5 separate regions of the Mus musculus genome follow, and regions 2, 3, 4 and 5 are each linked to region 1. Evidence: chromatin contacts called from public promoter capture Hi-C data. All regions are on one chromosome and are shown on one strand. The core of a region is the stretch at or near the end of the contact, and the rest is flanking DNA. Distances in the headings are between cores, read along the strand shown.

The links. Promoter capture Hi-C pulls out the DNA fragments that hold promoters and counts their contacts.
Region 2: a promoter capture Hi-C map of liver shows a contact between it and region 1, with 7 times the contacts expected there. The contact joins the promoter of Spp2 here to the promoter of Eif4e2 in region 1. A contact is called at or near these places in 3 of 39 promoter capture datasets (hippocampal neurons and liver).
Region 3: a promoter capture Hi-C map of pre-B cells shows a contact between it and region 1, with 7 times the contacts expected there. The contact joins the promoter of Psmd1 here to the promoter of Eif4e2 in region 1. A contact is called at or near these places in 3 of 39 promoter capture datasets (liver, neutrophils and pre-B cells), 2 of 484 Hi-C or Micro-C datasets (CD4 T cells and pre-B cells), 1 of 115 datasets of contacts at active chromatin or transcription factors (embryonic stem cells) and 1 of 9 other capture datasets (liver).
Region 4: a contact with region 1 is called in a promoter capture Hi-C map of pre-B cells, with 3 times the contacts expected there. The contact joins the promoter of Hjurp here to the promoter of Eif4e2 in region 1. A contact is called at or near these places in 2 of 39 promoter capture datasets (erythroid cells and pre-B cells), 4 of 484 Hi-C or Micro-C datasets (CD4 T cells, CD8 T cells, the HPC-7 cell line and 1 more) and 1 of 115 datasets of contacts at active chromatin or transcription factors (thymic regulatory T cells).
Region 5: a promoter capture Hi-C map of pre-B cells shows a contact between it and region 1, with 10 times the contacts expected there. The contact joins the promoter of Armc9 here to the promoter of Eif4e2 in region 1. A contact is called at or near these places in 2 of 39 promoter capture datasets (liver and pre-B cells), 2 of 484 Hi-C or Micro-C datasets (CD4 T cells and pre-B cells) and 2 of 9 other capture datasets (liver and macrophages).

Annotation. Positions count from the first base shown.
Region 1 is chr1:87,211,487-87,217,031 of GRCm38.p6, reverse strand. Eif4e2 (eukaryotic translation initiation factor 4E member 2) reads right to left here and starts at 3,118. Exons shown (of 7, transcript NM_001039170.1): 1 at 3,013-3,118. The coding sequence starts at 3,032. It overlaps Chrng (cholinergic receptor, nicotinic, gamma polypeptide), which reads right to left. Exons shown (of 12, transcript NM_009604.3): 12 at 5,197-5,545. The coding sequence ends at 5,544.
Region 2 is chr1:88,404,780-88,410,324 of GRCm38.p6, reverse strand. Spp2 (secreted phosphoprotein 2) reads right to left here and starts at 3,315. Exons shown (of 8, transcript NM_029269.3): 1 at 3,109-3,315; 2 at 2,884-3,008. The coding sequence starts at 3,175.
Region 3 is chr1:86,062,355-86,067,899 of GRCm38.p6, reverse strand. It overlaps Psmd1 (proteasome (prosome, macropain) 26S subunit, non-ATPase, 1), which reads right to left and starts at 3,281. Exons shown (of 25, transcript NM_027357.2): 1 at 3,095-3,281. The coding sequence starts at 3,110.
Region 4 is chr1:88,274,963-88,280,507 of GRCm38.p6, reverse strand. Hjurp (Holliday junction recognition protein) reads left to right here and starts at 2,929. Exons shown (of 8, transcript NM_198652.2): 1 at 2,929-3,134; 2 at 3,223-3,289; 3 at 5,411-5,466. The coding sequence starts at 3,039.
Region 5 is chr1:86,152,046-86,157,590 of GRCm38.p6, reverse strand. It overlaps Armc9 (armadillo repeat containing 9), which reads right to left and starts at 2,811. Exons shown (of 25, transcript NM_030184.2): 1 at 2,748-2,811; 2 at 586-673. The coding sequence starts at 636.

The sequences.
Region 1 (5,545 bases), core at 1,869-4,368:
CAAACATGTTTAAGGGATGGATCTCCAAACATCAAATTAGGTAGTTTAGAAACACTTAAAAATAGGCCAAAAGCTAATGACAGAAAGAGAACCATATAAAATAGGAACCAAATCAAGGCTGGCCTTCCAAAACCCAGGACCTGAAAACCAAGTTTATCACAGTTGGGGCTGTACTTCTTGAGAGGGCATCTTAGAGTTTCACATGTTAATAACATGAAAGGCAATGAGACCTTACCACTTGTTGAGTCTAATGACCACCCTTTAAAGCTATTAGCAGCTTTGGTCACACTTAGAGGCAGAGCCCACATATTAAAGGAGGTTAGAGGGCCTCTTTAATCTGTGTCCATCAGATCATACTACTGCACTCACTGGAGACTACGCTTTGAGAATGATTCTGGAAAATTCTGGGGAGATGTTATAAAGAGTACAGACTCCAAATAAGGAGCAACATTCTACAAACTGCAGGGTTTTCACAAGAAAATCTGAAATGACAAAACCAAAACCAGGGACAAGGGTACCATTTTAATTGCTAATTTCAAATAAAAGCAAGCTTTTATTTTTGTCCTTTATTGCAAAGTTAGAAGACAGGTGGGGTTGAAGAGATAACTCAACAGTTAAAAGTACTAACCGCTCTTCCAAGTCCTAAGTTCAATGTGAGCAATCACATGGTAGCTCACAACCATGTGTAATGAGATCTAATGGCCTCTTCTGGTATGTCTGAGGACAGTGACAGTGTCTCATATACAAAATAAATAATTGAAAAAAAGAAGAAGAAGGAGGAAGAGGGCATTAAAAGACCCTACTCTTTACAACAGCTCATAGTTATAAACAATTAAACCACCCAGCAAATGTTGATAAAGACACTTGAACAAAGTAGAAGAGTGAGCCTGAGCTGGCCCTTTAGGCTATCTTGCACTAGTTACTTAACCTTGAAAAGCCTCATTTTCCTTAACTATCAGAAAACATGCCAAGATCTCTTTTGCAGAGTTATTAGGAAGAAGCTAGTGGGAAATAGAGAGGAATATAATACATGCAATAGGGACTTGGGGGACAGCTAGAAGAAAAAAAGCGAGCTAGAGAGGGACCACAGCGAGTCCAGTGGGGGCAGGGAAGAAGGAGAACAAAGTAATGGCCTGAGTATGAAGGTGTCCTAATAGAACCTGCTACTTTCTATGCTAACCTAAAAAGTTAGGAAACAAATCCACAGGGATGCCTCTGGGTGGCTGCAGTGGCTAGACTAAGAATGACCACCATAGGCTCATATATTTGAATGCTTAGTCACCAGGGAGCAGAACTGCTAGGAAGGATTAGGAGGTGTGTGGCCTTGTTAGTTAAATAAATAAGTAAAAAAGAAAAAGAAAAAACTTGTCATAAGAGTTGCCCGGCCGGGCAGTGGTGACACACACCTTTAATCCCAGCACTCGGGAGGCAGAGGCAGGCGGATTTCTCTGAGTTCAAGGCCAGCCTGGTCTACAGAGTGAGTTCCAGGACAGCCAGGGCTACACAGAGAAACCCTGTCTCAGACCCCACCCCCACCCCCCAAAAACAACAACAACAAAAAAACAGTTGCCTGGTCATGGCATCTCTTCAACAGCAACAGAACAGTGACGACGACAGTGGCCAACATAACCATCCTTATTCAAGACAGGCAACCTAAAAACTATCTTCTTAGGATGCAGTTTGATTTGTTCCAATAGGAGAAGAAGGGAGGAAGGGCTGCAGGTATGAAGCTAGGTATTGCAGGGCCTATGACAGGAGACCAATGGATCTCTATCCTGCTGGACTCTGCTAATAAGCAAGGTGGAGAAGACATCAGGTCTTTTCTCAAGAAGCAGAGCTCACTCAGCCACCATGAAAACCTAAGGAAGAGCTGGCTGTACAACTGGAATCCCCATCCCAGTACTTCCTGAGTCTGCACCTCTGAACTCACTGTATTGAAAACCTGCAGCTTCACCACCTATCAGTGAGTCCACTTTCCCTTCACAGCTCATGCTCAGCATTTTACACAGTACCTCTAAGTATTGCAGAGCGTGATGTGGTCCTTCCGGTCCTAACCACTACAGAGGTGAGATCGATGGCTCAGACTGGAGGACTTTTGTACTGTCAAACAGCTGGTGGGCTTAAAACTAAAAATGTAGGCCTTTGAATGATAAACCAGATTTGATCACTACAAACCATAGAGAGGAGGGAGCACTGCAATCTACCCAGGGATACAATTCTTGTGAAACACTAACTTAAGTGGGGCTAGATGAAAACGAAAATTACTTTTAAATGCTAAAAGATTTAATCGTTAGGAGGGGAATGTTCTCACCCCCCCATCCCCCACCCCAACACATATTTCTTCTCTGTACTTCCCAACTGTTCGCTGCGGGAATTGGAGATGAATGCAGGGGTGGGCAGCCACTAAGAGTTGAAAGACAGGGACGGGGTGGGGGATGAAGGGAGGGTGGTGGTCGGGGAGGAAGCAGGAAGAATCTCAGATGAAAAGCATTCCGTACTCGAGAGGCCACAGTACTCAGCGCGGCTGCCCCATTACCTCATCGCAGCTGCCCAACTCTACGACACGGGCTCTGTTACCGTCCCCGCTTGCAGAAGACAAAATCGAGGCTCGGAAGGGAGAGGTGACCTTCCCAGGACGCCGAGCGAGTGCGGGAGGGAAGCCGCGTTCAGAGAGAAGGCAGCAAGGCTGCGGAAACACCCGAAGCGCTGAGGTCCCGCCCCTCCACGCCGCCGGCAGCCCGCACCCACCAGGGCGGGGCGTCCGAAAATCTCCTTCCGGGCGGCGCGGCCTCCCCTCCCCCGGCCCGTGCCGCGCCGGGGTCCAGCGGCTCAGGGGTCCCGGCGACCTCGGCCGCGCTCTCCCGGCCCCGTCGGGCCCGCGGGCGCAGGAAGGCTCGGGCTGCGGCGGCCCGGGAGCGAGCGGCTCGGCTGAGGGCGCGCCCGGCCCCGGCGGGAGCGGTCCCGGGGGACGGTTGGGGGAAGGGGCCCCGGGGTCGGCCACGCGCCACTCACGCGTCGAACTTGTTGTTCATCCTCTTGCCGCCGCTGTCGCCACTGCCTCACGGAGTGACTTCCGCTCTACCGGGTCCCATCGCTAAGGGCCCGGCTACTTCCGGTTGGCTGGCGAGGCGCTCAGCGGAACGTCAGTGCTCAGGCCTTGGGCGGGGCCTCTTTCCCGGACGGGTGGCCCGGGACGACAGCGCTTGTTCCGACCGGGGCTGTCTTGGTGTGGCTGCTTGCACTGAGCATTGTCTACGCAGGCTGCCGGCCATCCACTTTAACCTCCCCGTGGATTCCAGGGGGAAAATGTCAGGCATAGTAACCTTTAGTAAATGGTATTCTCTGGCAGTTGATCCTTTGCTCTTGGTGTTTGGAGAGGACGAGAGAGCACTACAAACAAACTTGCAATTCTGGCTCTTGGGAAATGGCAGCAGGAAGATCCAGACCTGCCTAACCAACATAGTGAGTTCGAGGACAGCCTGGGATACATTAAGACCTTCCCTATATATTGGGTGAAGTGGGGGGTGGGGGGAGTCGAACCAGGGTGACAAACTTACTGAGGACCGAGATGGTCTCACTCATCATTGCCTCCTCAACTGAAGTCATTGTCCCCACACTCCTAAGGACTGTCCAAAACCACATCACATACACAGGAATAAATTCCCTAGTTGGTGATGTAACTCCAGAGCTATGAGGCACGCATTTTCCTGACCCATCTGCTGAACATATTACATTGTTAGATGTTTATTTTTAATCACCAGAGAGGAGGGGTAGAAATTGATGTTCGTGCCTGTATTTACAGGTGAGGAAAGTGTCCCAGGACTGGCCCGTGGTTGTCCCCTGGTCACTCAGCAAGGTCACGCTTTTTCTCCTCAGGAAGACCTCAGGGGATCATCCTATTGCCTGGCATGTAAGGGAGGCTGAGGAAGCTCTCCTGTCACACCCAGCCCAGTGGCTTTGGGCCTAGCCTTGCAAGTACTCTGGCTTTTGAGAAGAGAGAGGACGAAAGGAATTTGCAGGGCTAGGAGTCTTTCTTACAGTGTCTGAGATTGGATCAGAGATGGAAATTTGAACCCTATAAAGGAGTGTTCTAGAGAGTTCCTCTTACTCTGGACCCCAGCTTGCTCATGTGAAATGTGGGTCAGGTGAACAGGGCCTTTTTTTTTTTTTTCCGAGACACGGTTTCTCTGTGTAGCCCTGGCTGTCCTGGAACTCACTCTGTAGACCAGGCTGGCCTCGAACTCAGAAATTCACCTGCCTCTGCCTCCCAAGTGCTGGGATTAAAGGCGTGTGCCACCACTGCCTGGCTTTGTTTGTTTTTTATTTTATTTTATTTTATTTTATTTTGAACAGTGCCTCTTGACTATCCATACTGTGAAGAATTTCTAACAATGGGGGGGGGGGAGATAGTAAAACTCAAGAAATCCTTTGTGATCAGTGGGGGTGGGAGGAAGTATTACATTAGACGAATGGGACGTACTGCTGAAGGTACACATTTGTGCTGTGGCATCTAGAAGAACCTTGCTAGTTAAAATGGGTTACACTTTTAAAAATTCTAGACCTCATAAAAGCCAAGACTCTGTACTTAGATCCCACACCCCTATCTCCATAAAAAAAAGGCTTTTTTTTTTCTATCTTGTGTATATGGGTGTTCTGTCTGTGCATATGTCTGCACTATATGCATGGGCGTTTTGCAAAGCCAGAGGAGGGTGTTGGATCGCCTGCAACTGGAGTAACAGATGCTACATGGGTGCTGGAAACCAACCCAGATCCCCGGGAAAGTAGCCAGTGTTCCTAACCACTGAACTATCTCCACCCTCACCCCCATCCTTTTTTGAGACAGGATCTCACCATGTACACTGACCTCAAACAGATGGATTTGTCTCTGCCTCCCTAGTGCTAGGACTAAAGGCCCCACCACGTCCAGTTCATGTTCTCTGCAGTTAAGAGAGTTCCCCACATCCCTTACGAACCTTCTAGAGAAAGTTCACATAGGGAAGATGTTGGAGCTGGGAAAACAGCTCAGTGGTTAAGAACACTTGCTGCTTTTATAGAGGACATGAGCAACCCACTGTCTGGTTGCTCATGACCACCTATAACTCCAACTCTAGGGTTCTGACATCCTCTGCCAACTTCCAACAGGCATGCTCACTCATGTGCACATAACCCACTCCCAATATATACATACACACATATGTACGTACATACATACATATAGTTAGAAATAATAGAAATAAATCTTACAAAATGGCAGGAGGAAATTTTCTCAGGCCTCAAAGGGTAAAACCTTGCCCAGTCAATGACATCAGGAAAGGCAGAGCTCTTAGGGCTTCAAAGTGACCTATCAGAACTGCTCAAAGTCATGTGACCATACCCATCACCAACCACTGCAGAAATCCCCCTCTGTCTCTTTATTTCTCTATCTTCTCCCAGGAAGCCTTGGGTATTTCCCCAAGAGCACACTCAGCATCAACACGGGATACAGCTCTACAAACAGCATGGCCCTCATAGCTGACTCCAGGGCCCAGGAGGGATTGGTTGGCTC
Region 2 (5,545 bases), core at 2,066-4,565, 1.2 Mb before region 1:
TAGTGAGTTCACTGGTAATGAGTCTACAATGTATATTATATTAGGTACCAATAAGGAAGAACTCACAAAATCAAGGCTATATGTTGAATGTGTCAATGAAAGTATTGTGCCCCAAGACTCTTGGGAACCTCACTCTAAATCTTTCCCAGGAGCCATGATCTTAGTCTTTGCAAGTTCAGTCTCACAAAACAGCAAGAATCTGTTTTGGACCTGTAGTGACATTTTCTAAACGAAGGCATCACACATGTCTACCAACAAGAAAATGAGCTATAAGCCATCTCCTGGTTGAACATATTGACCTATGATTGAATCTACATCATTTTCTAATTCTTTCCACCAAGGGTGGCATCCTGGGGAACCTTTCAAAGTTCCTGAAAAAACCTGGGTGGTCTGAGGACAGGGGATGCTGTGATATACCAAGCCCTTCACTGTGCACTGGGCACCTGAGACAGAGCAGAAAAGATATCAGGCAGCTGTGATTCCAGCAGGTACTTCCCTGTAGATGCTTGACAGAAAATGAAAGAAGACCATTCGGGTAGTTCATGCTGAAGAATGGCAGCCAGCACGAGGACATGGGAGAGAAAGGAGGGAGTAGCTGAGTTAGGGAGGGAGTAGCTGAGTTATAAAAGATTCAGTGGAACCTTCCAGAAGAGGAAAAATGTAAACAGAGACTCAGAGGATGAGGGCTTATTGTCTGAGGAAAAAGCAGAGCCCAGTGTTCCAGGACAAAGTCTGGCCCCTGTTGTCAGAGAAGTGTGAGGAGAGAGAGAGCCATTTACTGCAATGTGGGAGAGATGGGGGAATGTCAGACAAATCATGGTCTTGTCGGTTGTGGGAAGCCATTACCGAATGAAGCACCAACCCACACTTCTTTGCACCCACAGTAATTTCTGTTGCCTACAGCCATTGACCAGACCTTAAACATTCTCTCTCAGACTCAGTTTTTAATTCTTCCCATGATCAGGCTAGAGGGCTAGAGTTCCAGAATCTTATATTCTGCTTCTCTTCAGATTACAAACACCATCTTTATGCTAATCATCTCTCCTCTCATTTGACCGCAAGTGGCCAAAAAGAAGCCCACCACACTTTACTGCCTTGCTGTTCCTTCTGTCAGTATCTTTGTTCCCTGGTGGGGCTGTAAGGGGTTGCAGAGACAAAAGGCCATCCCAACTAGTGAGGGGGTCTGTCTCACACAGAGGAGAAACAGAATAGCGGGATGTAGCGTAAAGGCCATCTCTGTTCCGTAACTTTGCAGTTGTTTCCTGTGACATTGTGGAATGCAGAGCTCAAGGAAAGACCATGGGGACTCAAATGATGGGGAAGAGCAAAAGTGGCTCAGGAACAGGCAGGCATGGGGTGGGCAACACAGAGACAGCTAAGTGCCACACTAAGCATCTGCTAGGATCACATCTGTGAGTGGCTAATCTTTAGGTGCCCGGGATCAGGCCCATATGACTATACCAAGATGGCCACATGTCAGATTATGTTGTGTCGGCCGTGGCTCACTGGTTACCTGTCCACAGTGTCCCAGGTTACTTCTCTCTGAATCTGTCCTTGTGCTCCTATTCAATGAACTGTTTCGTTCTGTAGTGAGCAATGGCTAAATTAAAAATGATGTAAACTATAGATCTGCAAGTTTGGCAAGGAGCTATGGGTTCTACAACATTCTAAGAAGATTGCATTCGGTGCCAACGGAATGTGGCCTAGGTGCTGGCATGAGCAGGGTGGGAGGGAGAGGCAGCGTCATTCTGATGAGGCTTTCTTCTAGAAGCAGCTTGACCTTTGGCTAGCAGCTGCCTACACCTGCCTCTAAGTGCCTCCCCACCAGCGTGCTCAGTGTGAACCCTGACAGTCAGGTGCTGGGTGGGGCTGGCAGCTCACTCTAGCTCAGTCTACACCTTCACAACCCAGTTATCCAGCTAGAAAAGGCAACCAAAGCAATGAAATTTGCTTTGCATTTGGGAGAAAGAAAACTTGGAACCAGTGTCTGCAAAAGGGGACCAAAGGGACATGTTTTACATGCAGTTGAGCTGGGAGAATGAAGTGTGTATGCTGTTGAGGAGCAGAGGAGCAGCTGAGTGTGAGAGGAGCAGCTGAGTATGAGAGGAGTAGCTGAGTGTAAGTAAGAGGTGGTAGCCTAGAATAGGGTGGAAAAGGGAGCAGCCAGTAGGAGCGGCCATGTGGCCTCTGTGTGGAGGTAGTGGCTGCTGACCACAAGGCTCTACTCATGTCTCCATGAGCTTGTCAGTCCTATTTCTTCTTCATGTCTGTCCCTACCTCCCTGTTAGCCCAGTTAAGCCTATAAGAAGACAGAGAGACTCCTCAGGGAGCAGGAAGGAGAAAGGCCTCTCTATGATCCTGTTCTGCTTCCCCCTCACTTTGGCCACAGTGAGTCACAGCAAGCCCGAGATAATGTCTCTTTCCCAAGTTCTCTAGGTGATCGGGAAACAGCACTATCAAGTCCACCAGAGTGGGTGGGTTTCATGGACTCAGAAGCCAGCGTTTCTTTCCTATAAACACTGGTAGCCCAATGCTGAGTGGGGAGAGAGTCTCTTTCTCATTAGGCAGCACCTCCCAATCAAACAGCATCACAAGGACTTCTGGGATCTTCACCCCAAACCAGGACACACACAGAGAAAAGCCGAGGTCAGAGGGAAAACACAGAGGGAAGAATCAGATGTCCCAGGAAGCTTTGACAGCCTCGGGACAACAACAACAACAAAATGTAATTAAATCTCTTCTCAGTCCAAAAAGTCAGCATGGAAGAGGACAGACTGTGATCATTGTAAACAGAAGAATAATCTACTCAACAAAGTAGGTGAAGTCAAGACGGGGGCGGGGGTGGTAAAAAAATGGCTCAGGGAGGTATCTCCATTCACTTACTCTCTTCAAGGAGCTCCGGGTCGCCCGAAACAGGTAAGGACTCAGGGACTGCGAGTTCACCTTTGCCACTGAGGCACTGAGAGCTTCCTGCAGAGAGGAAGGGTCGTAGTCGTACACCGGGAAACCTAGACAGCAAACACACAGGCCACAGTGAGAGAGAGATGAGGCACCGAGAGGGCTGTGATCACCTAGGGCAGGTGGCCAGCGGTGGCATGTGTCCTTTACCTGTGGCACACCAGTAGTGCATGCCCAGCACCAACAAAGCCAGCGTCTTCAGCATTGCCTGCTCCATACTGAGAGGATGGCGACCCAGAGTCAGGGAGACGGCCTCTCTCCAGGCTTCTGGATGACAGCTCTTTCAGAGGGTGGCTGTCTTATTCTTGTCACCTGTGACCTAGCTGCCCTGGCTGGCTGGAGCAATCTGGAACCTCAGTAGAGATGATTGATTCCGGTGTCAATATTTACTGCTGACTTTTCCTGTGGAAAAATTCCAGACTGAGGCCACTTTTGAAGTTTGGACCTCTCCGAGGGACTTTATCCCACAGCAGGAGACATTCAGAGAGGCTTGGGTCTCCCTGTATAATGTTTATCTTCTCTCTTTGCATTTTGTTCTTTGGGGGAGGGGACATAATTGTGGACTCAACAAAACGGTGACTTTAAAGCTTGTGCATCTAGTCCTTTCCCAGGTCCTCAAAATCCTTCACCCTCCACCTCTCAATGCCAGAGTCCTCCCTTCCTAGAGACTGCACTCACGCGGAGTGATTTTCCTGTTGGCTTAGCTCTGCCTGCCACCTCCACTACAGAGGCCATGGTTCAGAAACCACAATGGCCGTGTTTGTGATAGGGAGAGTAATGAAGCATGCAGCGGATGAGTGAGTGTATGAGTGCACCAGGTCTCACTCAACTGTCTTTCAGGTCTTTCATTTGAAGCTGGCGCTAACTTCTGGTGTATAACAAGTACCCAGAGCGTAATACCACAAGACAATGACCACTGGAATTTGTAATTCCGTTACTTTTAACCTGGTTTGAACTCAATTCCATTAGAGTCTTCCAGATTGAACTAATGTCACCATCTGGCTCCAAACGCTCTGGACTCATTAAATGAACTGCAGTAATAAAAGCAATTGCAGATGAGCGGAGGAGATGAAGGGAACAACAGCATCCTGTTGCCAGCACTGAGCTATTGATTTTGCTTGACGTTTGCTGGGGTGAGGGAGGGGGGGACCACTGCATTTCTCAGATTCTCTTGGCTATAATTAAGTGTTAGCACCAGGCGTGCAGGGTGGGCTCTGATGGAAGCTAGAAAGCAATGACTTTTAAAATGCCCCTGCAGAATTCCATCATGTCTTGTAAACCCAGAAGATTAAATATAAGCCATCCAGTCACGCTCATGCTATGGTGATTTCTTGTTCTTCCTCCGGTTTGCAGAAATGTGTGCCTCCATCATCCCAGTGATTTTCTGCTATTCCAGCCCCCAAATACTCGGTCAAAGTATTCAAAATTGGGTGGCAGTAAGTGAAGCATTGTATAGCCCTGCACACAGTCCCTGGAAATTTATATAAAGTACATCACAGACCATTTAACAGGAGTACCTGGGAACACACTGAGCAAGAACCGATGGGCTATGGCTGCATCGTAAATGAAGATGCATTACTTTCCAAGGTCATTTCCTCTTTCTCATCCTCCCCATCATATTATTTGCACTGGGGTGGGATCACTAAATTTAGAACAAATGTAAAAATGGAATCTTCAACTGATCCCTAAACCACGAACTTCACAGCTGCCTTCTGATTTCTTATAGCATCACGATTGCTAAACTGAGCTCCGTCACTAAGAGTCTGCTTTCTGTCCTCATCTCAGTATTTCTGGGTTCTGGAAACGTCAGTGGTGCCATCAGAATAGGCATCATGCAAAGACCCCAGATAGCTTCAGCACCACCTAGGACTTTCACTGAAAATGTGTACCTTCCAGACCCACCCAGAAGGACCCAACAGAGACTCCAGAGAGAGGACCAGTTGCCTTTATTTGACAAACCCTTCTCCCACCTCTCTTTCTCTCTCCCCCTTCCTCTTCCTCTCCCCCTCTCCTCCTCCTCTCCCTCTCTCTCCATGTGATTCAGATCCACACCCATGCCTGAGAAATGAGAATACATACAGAACAGAGATTCTCAGCCAGGGAACTTTGCCCCTGTGAGTGTTATGGCTTGAATATGAAATGCGGCTCCCCACCCCACCACTCCGTCCCACTGCCATAGACCCTTGGTGATGCTATTTGTTTTGGGAGGCAGGGCCTGCACAAAGGAAGTGTCTCAAAGGTGGTGGACCCCCAAGGAATACTTCCTTTTTAGCTCCTTCTGCTTCTGGTCCCCTTGACAGGGACAGCTTTGTGCCTCCACAGTGCCCCTGCCTCTGTTCCAATTCTGATGGACCATAGGCAATTTGGTTTCTAAGAAAGTGAAGATTTTGAGAAAGCTTCCTGCTGTTTGTTTACACCGAAGCCACATCATTTTACCTCCCTGTGAACACTGTTCCGAGGTTCTGGTGTCCACATTGAAGGTGGGCTTTGGGGTTTCAAAAGCCCAAGCCTGTCCCAGTGTCTCTCTTTCTCTCTTCCTGCTGCCTACAGTTTTGGATGTAGAACTCTCAGCTATCTCTTAGCTCCA
Region 3 (5,545 bases), core at 2,032-4,531, 1.1 Mb after region 1:
CACTGGAATGACTTTTTTTTTTTTTAAACCAGAGGAGATGGATCTTTGGACTTTCCTGTGTAGCTTCAACTGTGACTGGTTTCTTACATGGTTTCCTGGCACAGCCTTCAATGATGAGCATGGCTAAATCAAATATGCTATGTACGCCTACACTAATTTTTCTATATAAAGACAAAACAGAATTCAACTTTGGATAGGTGAAGACCTAAGTGCGGTTTTTTTAAACGTTATTTTATTCTACATGCGAATGTTCTGTCATCATGTATGTATGTGTACTGTGTGTGCTCAGTGCTCACACAGAAGCCAGAAGTGGGCATCTGATCCCCAAGAACTAGAGTTAACTAGAGATAACTGTGAGCCACCACGTGGGTGCTGGGAATCAAACCCAGGTCCTCTGCAAAAGCAACAAGTCCTCTTCACTACTGAGCCATCTCTGTCACTCCTAACCTAAGCGCTTTTTAAAAACTTGCATGAAGTGAAGCTGGAGAGATGCTCAGTGGTTAAGAGCACTGGTTGCTCTTACAGAGGACCAGTGCTCAGATCCCAGCACCCTATGACAGCTCACAACCGCCTATAACTCCAGTTCTGGAGGATCCGATGCCCTCTTTTGACCTCCACAGGTACCAAGCCACACAGGTAGTACACATATATACACAAAGGTAAAAAACACTCACACACATAAAATAAATAAATATAAATAAAAATAAGAGCTTATGTCATTATAGAAACTTAGTAGATACTGTCTTTAATTGTTGACTCAATTAATAGCAATATTTTCATATTATTTATCAATATAGAGGTATGTCCTGGAAATATTACTTAAAAGTTGAAAATGGTCAATCCAGGAGGTCAGAAGAGGATAGATGGTAGAAAACTATTGTTTTAAAGCTTGTCTGTGTTACTTCCTCTATTTGCTAAATCCAATCCACTCAAATTCATGCTTCCTTCTAGTGAATAAGTACTAATAATGTCTTTGTTCCCATTCCCTTTCATAGTCAAATCTCTTGAAAAACCAAAACAAAACAAAATGGTATACACTGACCTCTTAGTCACCATTGCTTTTAGCAAACACATGTGCCCAGTGAGTGAATGAATGAAGACTAGACCCATGACTCTGGCCTTTGTAGTGCTGGGGAGAGATCCTAAGCCCAGGTCCTAAACTAGCTAACTAGAGCTGACTGGAAACAAAGTGTCAAAAAGGAACAGAAGCTAATGTGCTCTATAAACATAAAGGATACCTATAAATGTATACTATGTTATCGTCTCAGTGTTTCAGGGCAGGACCACAAAGCTTGCAGTCCTGACACAGCAAGGAGGGTTGATTTTTCTGTCTATTCCTACCAAGTCCTCTTTCAGTCAGCTCTAAAAACTCAGGGGACTGATGTCTTCATTCAAGGCACACTGTTTAACATCTGCCACACACTCGGCAGTGTCCTTAGAATTATGGAAGCAGGTCTCCTGACCAAAATTCTACTCTGGAGTTCAGTGTAACAGATTAAGACAAGTTAACATGGTCATTACAGAACTGTGATGCCAGTTAGTGTTTCTAATAGAGGGATAAAGTCGAGATGAACACTGGAGATTTACAACACCTCGTGAGAGAAAAGGCTAGAGTAGGAACAGAATGTACAAGAACTCTTAAGTAGGAGAGAGGCCGAACAAAAAGTATAGCATGTTTACGATGTAATGGGAATGAGAAATGCTACACAAAGTTCCCAAAGCAAATTTGGAACTAGAGGAATGAGCTTAGACAAAGTATTGGGGAAAAAAAAAGAAAAGTCTTGAGGCTCATAGCCTAGGCAAGAGACAAAGGTGGCCTGGACCACATTCCAAATGAGGTGGCTATCTCTGCGTCCACCCTAACAGTATTCTATTAAGCACCCACACAACTATGATCAGTGAAGCCACCACTTTGAAGACCAGTGGTAATGGCGGGGCCTAAGCCTATTCTTACAAGTGGCAAAAAATCTAGTATTTTCCTCCAGAGCTAATTGGAAAAAAGAAAAGAAAATGCTTCTTTTGATGGGAACTAAAATTCATTGCAATCATCTGTCTCTATCAGGACAAAAGTCTAACTTCAAGTCCAAACACTTCTTCACGTGTTTAAAAATAACCAGCACAGAGTGTAGTAGTACACTACACATTTTTAATCCTAGTATTTAGGAAGCAGGGGCAGGAGATCTCTGTGAGTTTGAGGTCAGCTTGGTCTACACAGTGAGTTCGAGGACAGCTAGAGCTACACAGTGAGACCCTCCCCACCGTACAGCATACTGTCTACTGAGAACCCGTTTGTTCAAAATCAAATACTTGTAGAACAAGTACAGAATAGGAATAACAACCAAGCAAGGGTACGCAAGCAGCCAGGGCTGAGAAAGCATCGAGACTGGGAACAGCTATACGCAGTTCAAGTCTGTAGTGGGCTTGAAAAATCTCCATGTAGAAGTTCATCTCCCTCCACACCTTCCCATTTCAAAAGCCATTACAAGTATCTACCATACAAGTGTGCGAAACCTGCTTTGCAGTCCTGAGGATCTAAACACACACAGTAAGGTGGCTCTCCAGTCAATGCTGCCTTCACTGAACGAGGTTCTTAGGTGAATACGGTAGCACCAAAAACCCAGCCACCTCAAACCTAATTTCGGACTTCCAGGAGAAGATATCTCATGCACAAGCCAGAAGCACTTAGTGTAGCAGTTAGGCTGCCAGGCCAGGACCTGCTATAAGATGCTTACGATGACACCGGGGCCCATCCCAAACCGAAACACCTGCGGGGAAGGATTGGGGGGTCACTCGACCAAGAAGCGGACAGAGAATAAAGGTCCAGCGACCGCCTAGGAGCCCGGTCTGGTCCTGGAACGGGGGTGTGGCTGGAGAGGGACGGCCGGGTGGCTACCTGGTCCTATTCCTACGAACCCCAGGGGCCTGCAGTGACCTGGCCAGTTTCCCAGCCCTCGATCCCCGAGGTGGGCCTCGGGCAGAGGGGCCTCGCAGGCCGGCGCTCGACCCGGAGGTGCCCAGTCACCCGCCCTGACTCAGCTAAACGCCGGCGCGGCGGCGGCTCCTCACTGGGGCGCCTGCTCCCGGCAGCACTCACCGGCTGAAGTGATCATGGCTGCGCCCTGCACTCGCCGATCCACTCGTCCACAGTCCTGGCCAAGCCCTGGATCTGTCAGCTCAGGGCCCGCTTGCTCTACCGCACCTCCAGGGTCCCGGGTGCGCTGCTCAGTCAGTCCCCTCCACAGGCCGCCGGCTCGCTTCTAGCCGAGGACCCCGCCCGCCCTAGGGCTGCCCGCATCTCCGCCTGAGGCTTGGCTCAAATTCACCGCCACGCTGTGTCTTTTATGCAGCTTCCGCCTCTCGAGATCATGCAACAAGGTAAAAAAACATGTCGTTGTTTTTTATAACTCTCCGTGAAGTCAGAGATCTGGCCGGCTGCGAACGGACATTCATTTCTAGTTGCAATCAGGCTTCAAAATAGACACCCTTGCAAAGAGAGGCCCACTCATCACCCGCCATTGCTAAGAGAATGAGTGTTAGGGGAGGTATAAGCATTGCTCGCAGCGCCACCTAAGGCTATGGAGGTCTCACTGCAATAATGCCCACCAACCCAAGACTACAGGGAAGTATTTTCTTAGAAAAGCGACTGAGGCAGAAGGATCTTGAATTCGAGGCCAGCCTGGGCTATAAAAGATCTGCTATCAAAGTAGGGGAAGGTGGTGGTGGGATAATGCTGGAAAGGCGACTTGGTCGCTTAAGTGGTTGCCATAAAAGCATGAAGACCTGAAGTTGAGTTAGGATTCCCAGTGGCCGGTGTAAACCCAGTGCTGGGGGAGGTGAAGGCAGGTGGATATCTGGGGCTTGCTGGCCGGCCTGTGTAGCCGGTTGGTGAGCTCCTGGTCTAGTAAGAGACTCTTGTTTCCAAAAAATAAAGTGGCTGGGTGTTGTGGTTCACACCTTAATCACAGCACTCAAGAAGCAGAGGAAAAGGCAGGAAGATCTCTGTGGATTTAAGGCCAGCCTGGCCTACAAGTGGGTTCCAGGACAGCCAGAGCTACAAAGTAAGACCTTGAGGAGTGTGGGGGTAGGGAAGGAAGAGTGGGAGAGCAATTGAGGAAGACACCCAATGTCAACCTCCGGCCTACTTGCGTATATGTGTATATATGTGTATATACATATACATGTGTATATGTTTGACACAAACTTGCCTCCATGCCTGTGTCTTTCGTACAGCCTCATCCAGCGAAGGCCCCCCTCCCCCCAAATATGAACATACACAAAAATAGACTGTCCAGGTGTCAAACATGGTGGTACACCCCTTGGGAGGCAATGGTAGGCAGATCTCTGTGAGTTCCAGGCCAGCCTCATCTCCATAGTGAATTCTAGTGAAGGAGGAGTCAATTGTGAGACCCTGTCTTAAAAAGGCTGGGTTGGTGGCAGTTCGGAGAGTTGCCTTTAGTGGTTAAGCTTCCAGAGAACCCAAGTACAATTCTGAGCACCCACATCGAGTAGCTCACAACTACTTGTAACTCCAGCTCCAGGGGGTTTGATGCTCTCTTTTGGCCTCCACAGGTACCTATACTCATGGGCACATAGACACACACAAATAAGTAATAAATACCTCTTTAAAAATAGAAAGCCTGTCTCTAAAATACAAAAACTTCACAGTACTTTATTATGATAATGAATGAACTAGTCTATCATAAATAAACAATGAGAATGGGGTGGGGGATCCTATACAATAGCCCAGGTGGTCTGCAAGCTTTCTTTGTAGCTGGGAGGTCCTGGAACTTCTGATCAAGGTCTGATTGGGGAATGCGGGGGATTACAGGTGTGCACCACAATATCTGTTTTTTGCAGCGCTGACAACTGAACCAGGGTCTCATGCATGCTAGATAAGCAACACTTTAACTGAACTACATCCAGAACCCCCATAAGACTTAAAACTTGACACCTGGAACTGCTAATACTGTACATTTTACGTTTCAAAAGGCAGAAGTCTGGCCGGGTGTGGTCGATCATTCAGAAGGCAGAGGCCAGGGAGCTCTGTGAATTCAAGGTCAGTCTGGTCTATAGTGAATTCCAGGACAGCCAGTGCTATGTAGAGAGACCCTGTCTCAAAAAAACAAAACAACGGGCTGGTGAGATGGCTCAGCTGCTCTTCCGGAAGTCCTGAGTTTAATTTCCAGCAATCGCACATGGTGGCTTACAACCATCTATAAAGGGATCTGATGCCCTCTTCTGGCATGCAGGTGTACATGCAGACAGAACATTCATACATTAAACAAATACATAAATTAAAAACACAGAAATATTAAAAAACAAAGCAAAAACAGAAGTATGTGATAATATATAGGAAAAAAATGTCAAAGGAAGAAACAATGCTGTATATTCTGTTCTCCTCCTAGCAAAAAGTTCCTAATGTATCTTCAGGATTTTGAAATGACAGTTGTGACTTTTACTTACTCTCTTCTTTAACTAAAAAATTATGTATATGGATGATGTATGTGTGTGTCTGTGTGTCCATGTGTCCGTGTGTCTGTGTGTC
Region 4 (5,545 bases), core at 1,680-4,179, 1.1 Mb before region 1:
TGTCTGGAGCCTCCGTGTGTCCCACTGGGATAAAAGGACTCTGATTTGTATGATGAAGGGGAAAATATGTGATTGCCTGTCCGTGTTCGCTGTTCCATGAATAACACAGGTTCATTTTTGCACAGACAGGCACCCATTCTGGAAAACGTGGCAGAAGAAAACTAATGCTAAAAGTGTTCCATCACACCATCGTTGATATGAATATATCCTGGAAACGCTTTCATAAACGCATACTCGCATCGTGAAAGTACAGATGTTATGTGCAGATGAGATCACTGGCAATTCACCTCACAAAACAGACTGACCCCCACAACAGTGAAGAGTCCAGAAAGCTTTATTACGGCCAGGCAACACTCTGCTCGGCAGAAGGCACACACTGGGTAGAGAACATAGTCCTTTCTTATACAATATTTGTTGCTGGGCAGGCAGAGCAAGCAAGTGGTTTAACAAAAGCAAATCAGAATGCAGTTATAGCAAGGCCATACATAAAGTTTAAAATTAACAGAGACAAGGGTCTAGGTACAGGCAATTAAATCAGTAGTGATTTAAAACGTTATCTCAATCCTGTTATCATGCAGTGCCGAAATAAGACCAAGAGTCTACACAAACCTTATCTCTTCTCCCACTATCTTACTTACCCTTTTCCCTAGTTTACACAAGATTGCAAGGAACATTTTTTGCACTCAGACCTTGACCATTTGTAGCCTCTAACATTTCTTTAACAATATACATTTTCAAAGATTTCTTATATTTAATTTGTATAGGGGGTTTCTACATGTGAGTGTGGGTGCCGATTGGGGTCAGAACGTGTCCCCCAGAGCTGGAGTTGTGGCTTTTTGTGAACATCCTGACAAAGGTACTGGAAACCAGACTTGGGTCCTATGCAAGAGCTGTGCGGGTCTTAAGTGCTGAGTCATATCTCCAGCCACAACACAGACACTTTTAAAGTACCGGTACAAAACATGTTTAGAAACTCCATTTGAGACCTCTCTGTCCTGTCATTCTAAATGTCAATGAATGCAGTTCTTCAAAACTTAATGGAACCTCACACACTCCCACACCCCCACTCTCATCCCCAGCACACTCACAATACTAAATACTGTGGTTAGAGATTTGTAAACACCCCCAGGCTAAATTCCTGCCAAGGTCTTTCATTGCTTAGGTTTCAAAATGTTGACCCATGGCATCAAAGTACGGTGTGTTTTTTGAAAGCCCATTTTACACCATGCTGCACTTTCCTCTGGAAACATTGCATAACAAAGGCTCTCCTGAAGGGTTAGAGATCCATTTCCTCACGCTCACCCTGATAGTTAATATTTGTGGCTGTTGTTAATTATGCTAACCTCCTAGACTGGACATGACTATTTAGTTTGGTCCCTTTTAACTTTCGTAAGTTAACTTACAAAGCAATAGGTTTAAATGTGGCACCTTCCTATGTCCGCCCTCAGACCTTGTTCTTGCTCATCCTTAACTTAGTTTTGAGACAGAGCACTGCCCATTGCACCTCCTCTCTTGTTGACAATTTCTGACCTTTGTCCTTTTCCCTGAAGGGCTTTCTTACTAAATGTTCTTATCATTAACCCTTGGTAAGATTTATTATTACAATATTATATTTATTATTATTTAATACTTAATTTGGTCCCTCTTAACTTTCATAAGTATTTGGGCCAAATTACCTGTTCTGTTTTGTATATGTAAATGCTTTAATTGATTTTTCTCAATGACAATCAGTATTCTGAAACCTTCTCCGCCTATTTGACTAAACATACTTTGATGAGCTATTAATGCCTCTTTCTAACACAGTAGTCGTGAATGATCTATGTGAAGTCAAAATTATCTGTAAATTGACAGAGTCTCGGATATTTTCTTGTTAATGTGAGAAAACACCTAGCAAAAAGCAAAATAAGGAAGGAAAGTTTTACTTTAAGCTTGCAGTGCAGAGAAGTTCAGCCATCAGGATGGGGAAGGCTTGGAGGTGCTCAGGAGACAGAACAGCATATCTAGTTGACGCCACCACCAACGTTCTGAAGCAACACCTTCTCACATCCCCACAGGCAACAGGTTCATACTGGGGTAGGGACAGATTGGATGAGGCAACCGCCATCCAATCCCAGGAGAGTCGGACGACCGACGGCCCTCCCAGAAGCCCAGGATCTTGAAAGAGACTTCCGCGCTTGTTGCAAATACATTGCGTGGGCATCCACAGTCTATGAGCCTGGAAGCTCTTCTTCCCTCCCTCAGTTTCAATGGGACAGCATGAAAAGATTATGGGGGCAGGCTGAGAAGTAGAGAGGCACCTCAAGGGACTTCCTGATACTCAGTAATGATTCCATTAATTCCCATATCGTGATAATCACGTTAATACCCGCAAACAAATGTAGCTGTTATGAAGTCACAGTAAAACCAACTAGTGGGGTTCAATCCCCCAGCTCTGCCAGAAGACAACCCCTCCCAAAAATTCTGAAAATGTTCTAAAATGTTAATCGAAGTAAATGCCCTCATAAAATGGACACCAAATTACCTACCCCCTCAAGGAACAAGATAACAATCAAGAAACAGCCTATAATCAGAAATGGGAGAGAAAGTTTATTTTAAAACCCTAGGATAAAAATCACAGATTCTGTCACGTTTATAATATCGTTCAGCACATTTACACGCGTCTTGTTTTTGAACACTGGCTTTCCAGACTCCTTTCAGGACCGTTATTTGGATCTGGCTTTCCCCAAGCCTTCCCAAGAGCTGGGAAATTGGTAGATCCAGGAAGGAGCCTTGACAGGCAACTCACCCAGAAGCCTCTAGGGGACGCGGGAGTGCCGCATGAAGTAATGCGCATGTTCCACCCGCTCCGGCGGACCCTCCCTCTCGTCCCTCCCCTTCTCGTTTCCACCGGAAGTGCTCCCTGGGAGCGGCGGCCGGAAACGCGGGCAGGATCGGTTGCGTAAATACTTTTGAAAGACCCTATTAGCGCGCGGGGCGCCACGTTTGATCTGTGGACGGGCTTGGGCGGGTGCAGTGCCGGGCAGAGAGCCACGTACGCCATGGAGTCTATGGGTCGGCAGGACCGCAGGCTGCATCAGCAGCTTAAGGAAAGCAGTAGCCGCTTCCAGACGTTAATGAAGCGGCTGATAGCGAAGGTAGGCTGGGACGGCGGCCGAGGCGGGCAGGGCGCGGTGGGCGGGGATCCAGCGCCCCGGAGTCTGACCAGCTCTCCCTTCCCCGCAGTACAACCAGCCCTTTGAGGACGACCCGTTGGTGGAGATGAGGACGTTAACCTACGAGACGCCCCAGGGTACGAAGCCCTCCCTTCCTGTTGGCACTGGGCCAGAACAGTGGGCCTAGAATTTGCAATGCTGCATTTGTCCCCCTTGCTCCTAGGGACCTTGAATCCCTGAGTTGCTGATTTCCAATTTAATTTCTCTGAAAGAAATGCCTGGAGACACAGTGCAGCCTGGTTTTTTAAAATGCCTGGCATGGAAGTTCGAGCTAATTGATTAGCGGTACAAGTGACTCTGTAAAATAAGGATGTTGACAATCATGGGTAAGCCGTATGGTTGTGTATAACATCACCAGAGTACCTGTCAGGCCATTGGAACAGCACCCAGGACTGCTCCGCTCTCATGGGCTTTGCTGTATAAATGTAGACCCATCTGTTTTGGACAGTCCCCATTATCTGCCACCTCTGACGCATTTTATTTAATGTTGTGAGTGTACTTACTACCTTAAACCTCATCGGTTCTCTAACTGGGATAAGTTTGTTATTTGATGAGGTCGTATCCTTCCCTAAGACCCATCCCTGATGTTTGTCTGAATTTATTGATAAAATCGGATTTCGGATCACAGTCTGCCAGGGGTCTACAAGTGCAGTCTGTCTTTTGTCTTATTGGCTGTTCAGGGCACGTGTTGGGTAAGCATTTTAAATAAGCAGAAACTGAACTAATTCTACAAAGAGGTTGCTTTTCTCTGGATGGGATCAGGACACAGCAATATAGGAATCCATAAGTGTGCTGTCTGACTCTTGGCTTTTCTGTGCTCTTGCGGCTGTTTGTGAAGGGGTAGGCAGTGTCTGGAGTATTTTGGACTGCCCATCTGTCTTCAATGATATATTCTGTCAGTGATATATAACTGATGTCAGTTATATGAGAACAGTGAAGTTGCTGAAGAGTTTGAGACTATACAAGTTGGTATAAGAGCCCTCCCTGAGGTCTGGCCAACACATAGACACCTAGGGCTGCAGTTGTCGGTTAACAAATCTATGTCCTAGCAAGCTTGCCATGAATCCCTCATCTTGTTGATTGTTCTGAGAGACACGTTTTTGGCGCGGCCTTTCCTAACATGCAGTAGACTGAAGTCCAGATTTAAGGTGGAGACTGGAGCAGAGAGCTAACTGCAGAGAACAGGAGGGAATCATTTGTGTGTGTTGACAGTTCACCTGGGCATGCACTTAGCACGTATTGTAGAGTTCAGTTTCAAACATGCAACATTAGCACTTTATGCGATTAAATGTAGAATTCCACGGAGAGGGCCATTCAGCAAAGCCTTGATTTGACTTAGCCGTTGTAGTTGAGCATCAGTGTCCTCTGGAAAGGTCATGTCCCACAGTGGTCAGTGCTATCAGACCTCCCAGAATTCACATGCTGGTTCCACTTCATGAGCAGAGAGCTGGGTTAGTCATCTGAACTTTCCTCTTCGCATATCTGTCTGTACAGTGGACATGGTAAGTCTGTCCTGTGGGCTTTTAAGAGGGTATGGGAGTTACATGCCACACGGGTTGCAAATACGAAACGGTGTGTCCTTGCTAAAACCTGGAGCATAGAGGGTGCTGTGTAATTTATTTTTTCTGTTTCTGTTATAATAATATAATCTGAAATCTCCAGACCCACCATTTTTCTAAGTAACTTGTGTTTTCCTTGAGGGATTTAGAAGGACTGAGTGTACCTCACTGGTTCTGCTAGCTGGGGGGTGACGGGGCTGATGCGCTCCTTCAAGCTCCAGAGTTCTCTGTACGTGGGCTTCTCTGTCCTGGGCTTCTAGATCGCCCTAGGAAAGCACTGACTCCCAAGATGAGGTTAAATGTATGCTACGTGTCTCCCCCTACCTCCCAAATATATAACTTAAGAACAGTATGTATTTGGAATATGAGCTGTGTTAGCCCCTCAGGTACATGGTGGAATTGGGTGACCTGCTGCCTTCTGGGTAGGAGAGACTGCCATTAGTGACAAGTTTGTCCAATCTTGGTTTTTTTAAAAACTTTCTCCTTCACCAAACTGACTGACGGCGCTGCCAATGCCTGGATTGCTCTGAACGCTTGCTTGCCTTTCGCTTCCTTCGCTTTGGTTTCCCATCAAAGCGTTTTAAGCGGAAATGCGAGCATTTCAGATTGCTTCTTCAATTGTCACCTTTGTTTCTTAAGGGTTGAGAGTTTGGGGAGGAAAGCTGATGAAGAAGGAAGACAAGGAATACACTCAGGTATTTGCCATCAGGTTTGCCGCCTTCCTGCTTTACTCTAGTGTGTTGGTGGGACTGCATCCCAGCGCCAGAGAGCCCG
Region 5 (5,545 bases), core at 1,562-4,061, 1.1 Mb after region 1:
TCAAATCCTTTCAAACTGGAATTACAGACCATATAGTTTGCCACCATCTAGGTACTGGGATGCAAACCTGGGTCCTCTGGAGAGAGCAGTCAGTGCTTTGAGCCACCGAGCTATAATTGCTGCATTTTAATTTTCATCTTAAAGCTTTATTCATTTTTTTTATTTTTATGTGTATGAGTATTTTGCCTACATGTATTATGTGCACCACATCCATGCCGGGATTCCACAGAAGCCAGAAAAGGGTGTTGGGTTCCCCGAGACTAGAATTCCTGATGGCTGTAAGTCCCCATGTGGGTGTTGAGAATCAAACTTGGATCCTCTGGAAGGGCAGCCAGTGATCTTAACCTCTGAGCCATCACTCCGGTCCCACTACATTTTAATATACATGTTTTGAGGATCTGAGTTCCAATCCCAGGACCCACAGAGGATGACTCACAAATGCCTTCAACTTCAGCTCCAGGAGATCCGGTGCCCCCCTCTGGTCTCTGTGGGCGCTCACACACAATGCAAACAGACGTACAAACATAAACACACAAATAATCTTTAAAAAAGATGCTTTTCTGTGACTGTGTTTCATGTAAATACCTCTTTCACTAATCCAAGTAATTCAGACTCATGAGCCAGGATATCCCCCATGGTGAACGGTTACTGGGAATTCTCACAGCAGAAACCTCTACGAGTCAAAAAAAACAAAAAACGAAGATTAATTTAAGCCACTGTGAAATCACAAGTGGGTGGCTGTGGTGGACACAGTAATCCCCAGGACCTGTGACTGTGGGGCAATGGGAGGTCACATGACCAGGGGGATTTAAAGGTACAGGTAGCGTTAAGAAAACTAATCAGCAGTCCTTCTATCACAGAGATAAGCCTGGATTAGTAGTGCAAGAGAGTCCCTGAGGAAGAGGTGACAAGATGCAGAAAGAAGGTCTGGTCACTTCAGGTTTTGAAGAGAGTCGAGAGTTAAGGCGGTAAGGCAGGAGCTGGGATGCAGAGCACTGTCCTCTAGCTTGTCCTGAAAGGAACAGGCTGCCAAGGCCTGAATCTGGCACACTCATCTGAGTTCCCTTAGTAGAGGTCCGATCAAATTCTTTATGTGGCTCTCCACCAGATATGCTGGCAATCGCAAGGGAAGGGTGTCATGCACACATGCCTGTGACCCCCACACATGGAGGTGTTTCTGGGAACCCACAGATGGAAGCAGACTCCTTAGGCCCATCTCTCTAGGCCCTTGGTAGCTCTCCACTCATCTGACTTGAACCACACTGCCAAGCGGAAACTCCCTGATGCCCACAATATACCTGCCCTCAGGGACCTGCATAACCACAGTCCTGTCTGATTTGATGCTCTTGCTGCAAACATCTACATCTTGTTAGGTCTCTGCTTAAAGGTACCCACCCAGAGAGACTTGGGAAAACACCTCTTCTGGCCCATTACTCTCCAGTCGTCTGTGCTGTGGATTCCCAGAGGAACTCCCCACTGGTTGACTTCAATGTCCTCTCACTGATGCTCCTGCATCAGAATCCCCTTCATAACTCAAGGCAAGCATTGTGTGTGGCGTTAAGCCCCAAGATGCCTGTTAGACAGCCTGGTTCAGACAGGCCTGGAGCTGGATGGAAAGGGATTCAGGGAATCCCAGGTCACCATCTCATTAGAAACAGAGTAATGGTTTGAAGAAAGGGGACGGTAGGAACCACACTGACTAAGGCAACGTGTCAGGGTACCAGGAATTCTGAGTTCATGGAGGCTATAAGGATGTACATAAGATGACAGCCAGTTAGTTAGCAGCACTCCTCCATGGCCTTAGCATCCATATCGGCTCACACAACCGGGATCCTGTCCTGCCTCACTTCCTTTGATGAACAAAGATGTGGAATCTTAAGCAAAATAAACCCTTTCTTCCCCTATGCTGTTCCTGGTCATACTACTTCATCACAGCAAGAGAAACCCTAACTAGCACAGTTTCCCATCTCATGGGCAAACTCACAGTCTCTCCAGAGCTAGGATTAAATCTATGCTGATATTTCAGGAGAATGTGCAGGAGTTGGGCCTCTCCTTCCGAAGTGTGGTTCCTGGCGTTCCAAGTCATCAGGCTTGGTCAGCAAGTGTATATCTCTTGTGAGTTCAAAGCAACCCTTGAACCCTCTGTGTTGGATGGATGTCCTGTCTCCTTAGCTCAGTTAACTTAGACCAAACAACCTCTGGGCTAAGGATCTACCTTGTGAAGAAAGAAGTAAACTGTTTGTAGTGTTTTGCATGCGGTGACGATGCCATCTCTCCATCAGCGAGAGATTCAGGCCTACAGCTGGCTGGATAAGGAGAAGATGAATTTGTCCTGCAAATAACATGCTTCCACTTAGATTCAGTGAAGTCTGAGAGTGTCCTGGGCGCTGGGAAGGAAGACTACTAATAAACTATGGGGGCGGGGGAGAAAGAGAGAGAGAAAGAGAGAGAGAGAGAGAGAGAGAGAGAGAGAGAGAGAGAGAGAGAGAGAGAGAGAGAGAGAGAGCGCTAAATGCCCCAGGCCACGAGATCCTGCTGCAGATGCTCAGCGAGAAGGCCCGGGGCCACTCCAAGTCCACCCCACCGCAGCGCAGCGGAGTCGGGGGCTCCTGGGGGGAAGCAATGGGATGCTCAAGCGGCCGCCTCGGGCCCTGGCCAGGAAGGAACCGGGTCCGACAAGGCGAGCCCTCCATGCAATGATCCCAGGGCTGTGTCAAGGGTGCAGTCGCAAGGAGGGCCGCGCTTACCTGCTGCAGGGCTCTGCGCTCACTCCTCCAGACCGCCAGCTCGCCGGCCGTCACCCGGGCAACCGCTACCGCTAGCCGAAGTCACGTGAGGCGACTCGGCCAATCTTGCTGGGCGAAGACGACGTGGAGCATCCTGGGAGGGAGAGTGGGAGGTACCATACGTGGTGAGTACCGGAAGTGAGGCCGTACAGGCGTGTGGCGTGCGGGTGACTTTAGTCTAGACTGCAGACGAACGATAACTCAGATCTGCCTATGTAAGATCCGAGCACCACACTTTCACCTACGACAGAGTCTTCCGGGAAGTATTAGAGACACTTTTGTCTTTCCCGTATGAATTTAGGTTTGTAAAACAAAACAGATTCGGAGGCCAGCGAGATGGCTTAGAGCTAAAGGCGCTTTCCTCCAAGCCGGACGAAGGGAGTTTGATTCCAGGGCCTATTTATTTAGTAAAGGAGCGTGCATTAAATACTACTCAGAATTCTGGCCAGCCCACTGCCCTGCGTGTATTCAGAGCTACTACTCTTTAATCTCTGGTCCAAAGTCAGTGCTTAAGGCCAGAGAAAACCCTTCCCTTCCCCTCGGAGTGCTGAGGCTTTGTGGTAGAAGTCTCTATAGTACCACTTTCCAGGCCTTCAAAACGTGGGAGCTGCGCGGGGCGTGGTGGCGCACACCTTTAATCCCAGCACTTGGGAGGCAGAGGCAGGCGGATTTCTGAGTTCAAGGCCAGCCTGGTCTACAGAGTGAGTTCCAGGACAGCCAGGGCTATACAGAAAAAAAGAGGTGGGAGCCTCCCAAGGCTGTCCAGAGGACTTGAGAAGGGAGGTGCCCTCGCCTTTGAAGAAGGAGGAGGAGGAAGAGGAAAAAGGAGGAGGAGGAGGAAGAAAGAAGAAGCAGCTGCTCTAGGATGGGCAGAGGCCCTGTCTCCTGAGCTCTCTGCTCTGTCAATGCTCTTTGAGTTAGGATGTCTTCTAACTAAGGCTATATTTAGGAAGAGAGTACTATGTCCTATGTCCTGTCCAGGTAATATAGCTTGAAAATAATTTCCCCTAGAAGTATTCTCAGTTAACTGTGTGCCAAGTGTTATCAGATGAAATATAGAACAGCCAATTTTATTTACATTTCGGATAATTTTTATTTGCTGAATACGCCATATTTGTGCCCAGCATCATTCTAAGTGAGTCACATAGGTGCTCTGATTGATTCCTGTGTCTCCAGGATGAATAACAGGCGGGCTCTGTGTTTTATAGGTGAACACTGTTGTGCTTTTCCAGAATTCTGTGCACCTGCAAAACTGCTGCAGTCAACACCCTTGTTTCCCCAAATAACTCATCTTTTGTGTTCTGGGAAGGACCCATAAAACTGTCCACTCTTCCTCATGAATCCCATGCAACTCAATTCCCAGCTAGCAGCTGGTCCTCTTGTTTACCCATGGCAACACCCATTCTGTGTCTCCTAGTTGATTAGTAAAATTTAGAAACAAAACTCACTCCCTGAAACCAGTCAGGAATAAACATTTCTGGGTCTTCTACTTGAGGGTTAAAGCATCCCAACCAAAAATCATCCCACCCTTCCTCTAAGCAGGTCTTAGATGGAGCCATGACTCTCCCTATTGCAATCACTTGGGGTGGCGGCGGGAGTGTGGGGTGTGTGTGTGTGTGTGTGTGTGTGTGTGTGTGTGATCTTCTTAACTGTCCAGGTTGTGTCTTTGACAGAATGGACTACATGATGTAGAGCCCTCTGGGGCTAAAGAGATAGCTTGTTAAGAGCACTTCCGGAGGACAAGGGTTCGATTTCCAGCACCTACATCGAAGCTTACAACCATCTGCACTTAAAGTTTCAGGATATCTGATACCTTCTTCTGGCCTCCAAGGGTACTGCATGCACTAGGTATGAAAACAGACATGCAAGCCAAATGAACATACTAGTATATAAATAAAATAAAATTTAGGGATAGAGAGATGACTCAGTTGTTAAAAGCTTCCAGAGGACCCAGATTCCATTCTCATAACTTTCTGATGGCTCACTGTCACTCCAGTTTCTGGGAAGCTGATGCCCTCTTCTGGGCACCACAAGCACTGCACAAGCATGGTACACAAACAGACAAGGACACACAAAGATAAATGAATGTAAATATTTTGTTGGTTGGTTGGTTGAGACAGGGGTTCTCTGTGTAGCCCTGGCTTTTGTGAAACTCACTCTCTAGACCAGGCTGGCCTCGAACTCAGAAATCCGCCTGCCTCTGCCTCCCAAGTGCTGGGATTAAAGGTGTGTGCCACCACTGCCCGGCAACAAATAAATGTTTAATAATAATTTTTAAATGTCTAAAAAGGGAGGAGGGTCCTCAGAACTCACAGAGCTGGGGAGAGCAAGCCTAACCCAAGCCTTTGTGCCTCTGAGCTCTGACCAGCAAAAACACCTCCAGGGAGCAGAAAGATGGCTCAGCTGACAAACTGGCTGCTGTATGAGAGTGAGGCTCTGATCAGTTCCCCATCACCCACAGAGAATCCGGGTCTGCTAGCGTGCCTCTGTATCCCCAGTGCTAGAGTCACGGGGGGAAGGAGGCAGAGTAGAAATGGCCCTAGAGCTCTGTGATGGTTTGTATATGCTTGGCCCAGGGAGTGGCACAATTAGAAGGTGTGGCCTTGTTGGAGTAGGTATGTCACTGTGGGTGTGGGCTATAAGACCCTCACCCTCACCCTAGCTGCCTGGAAGTCAGTCTTCTGCTAGCAGTCTTAAGATGAAGATGTAGAACTCTCAGCTCCTCCTGCACCATGCCTGCCTGGATGCTTCCATGTTCC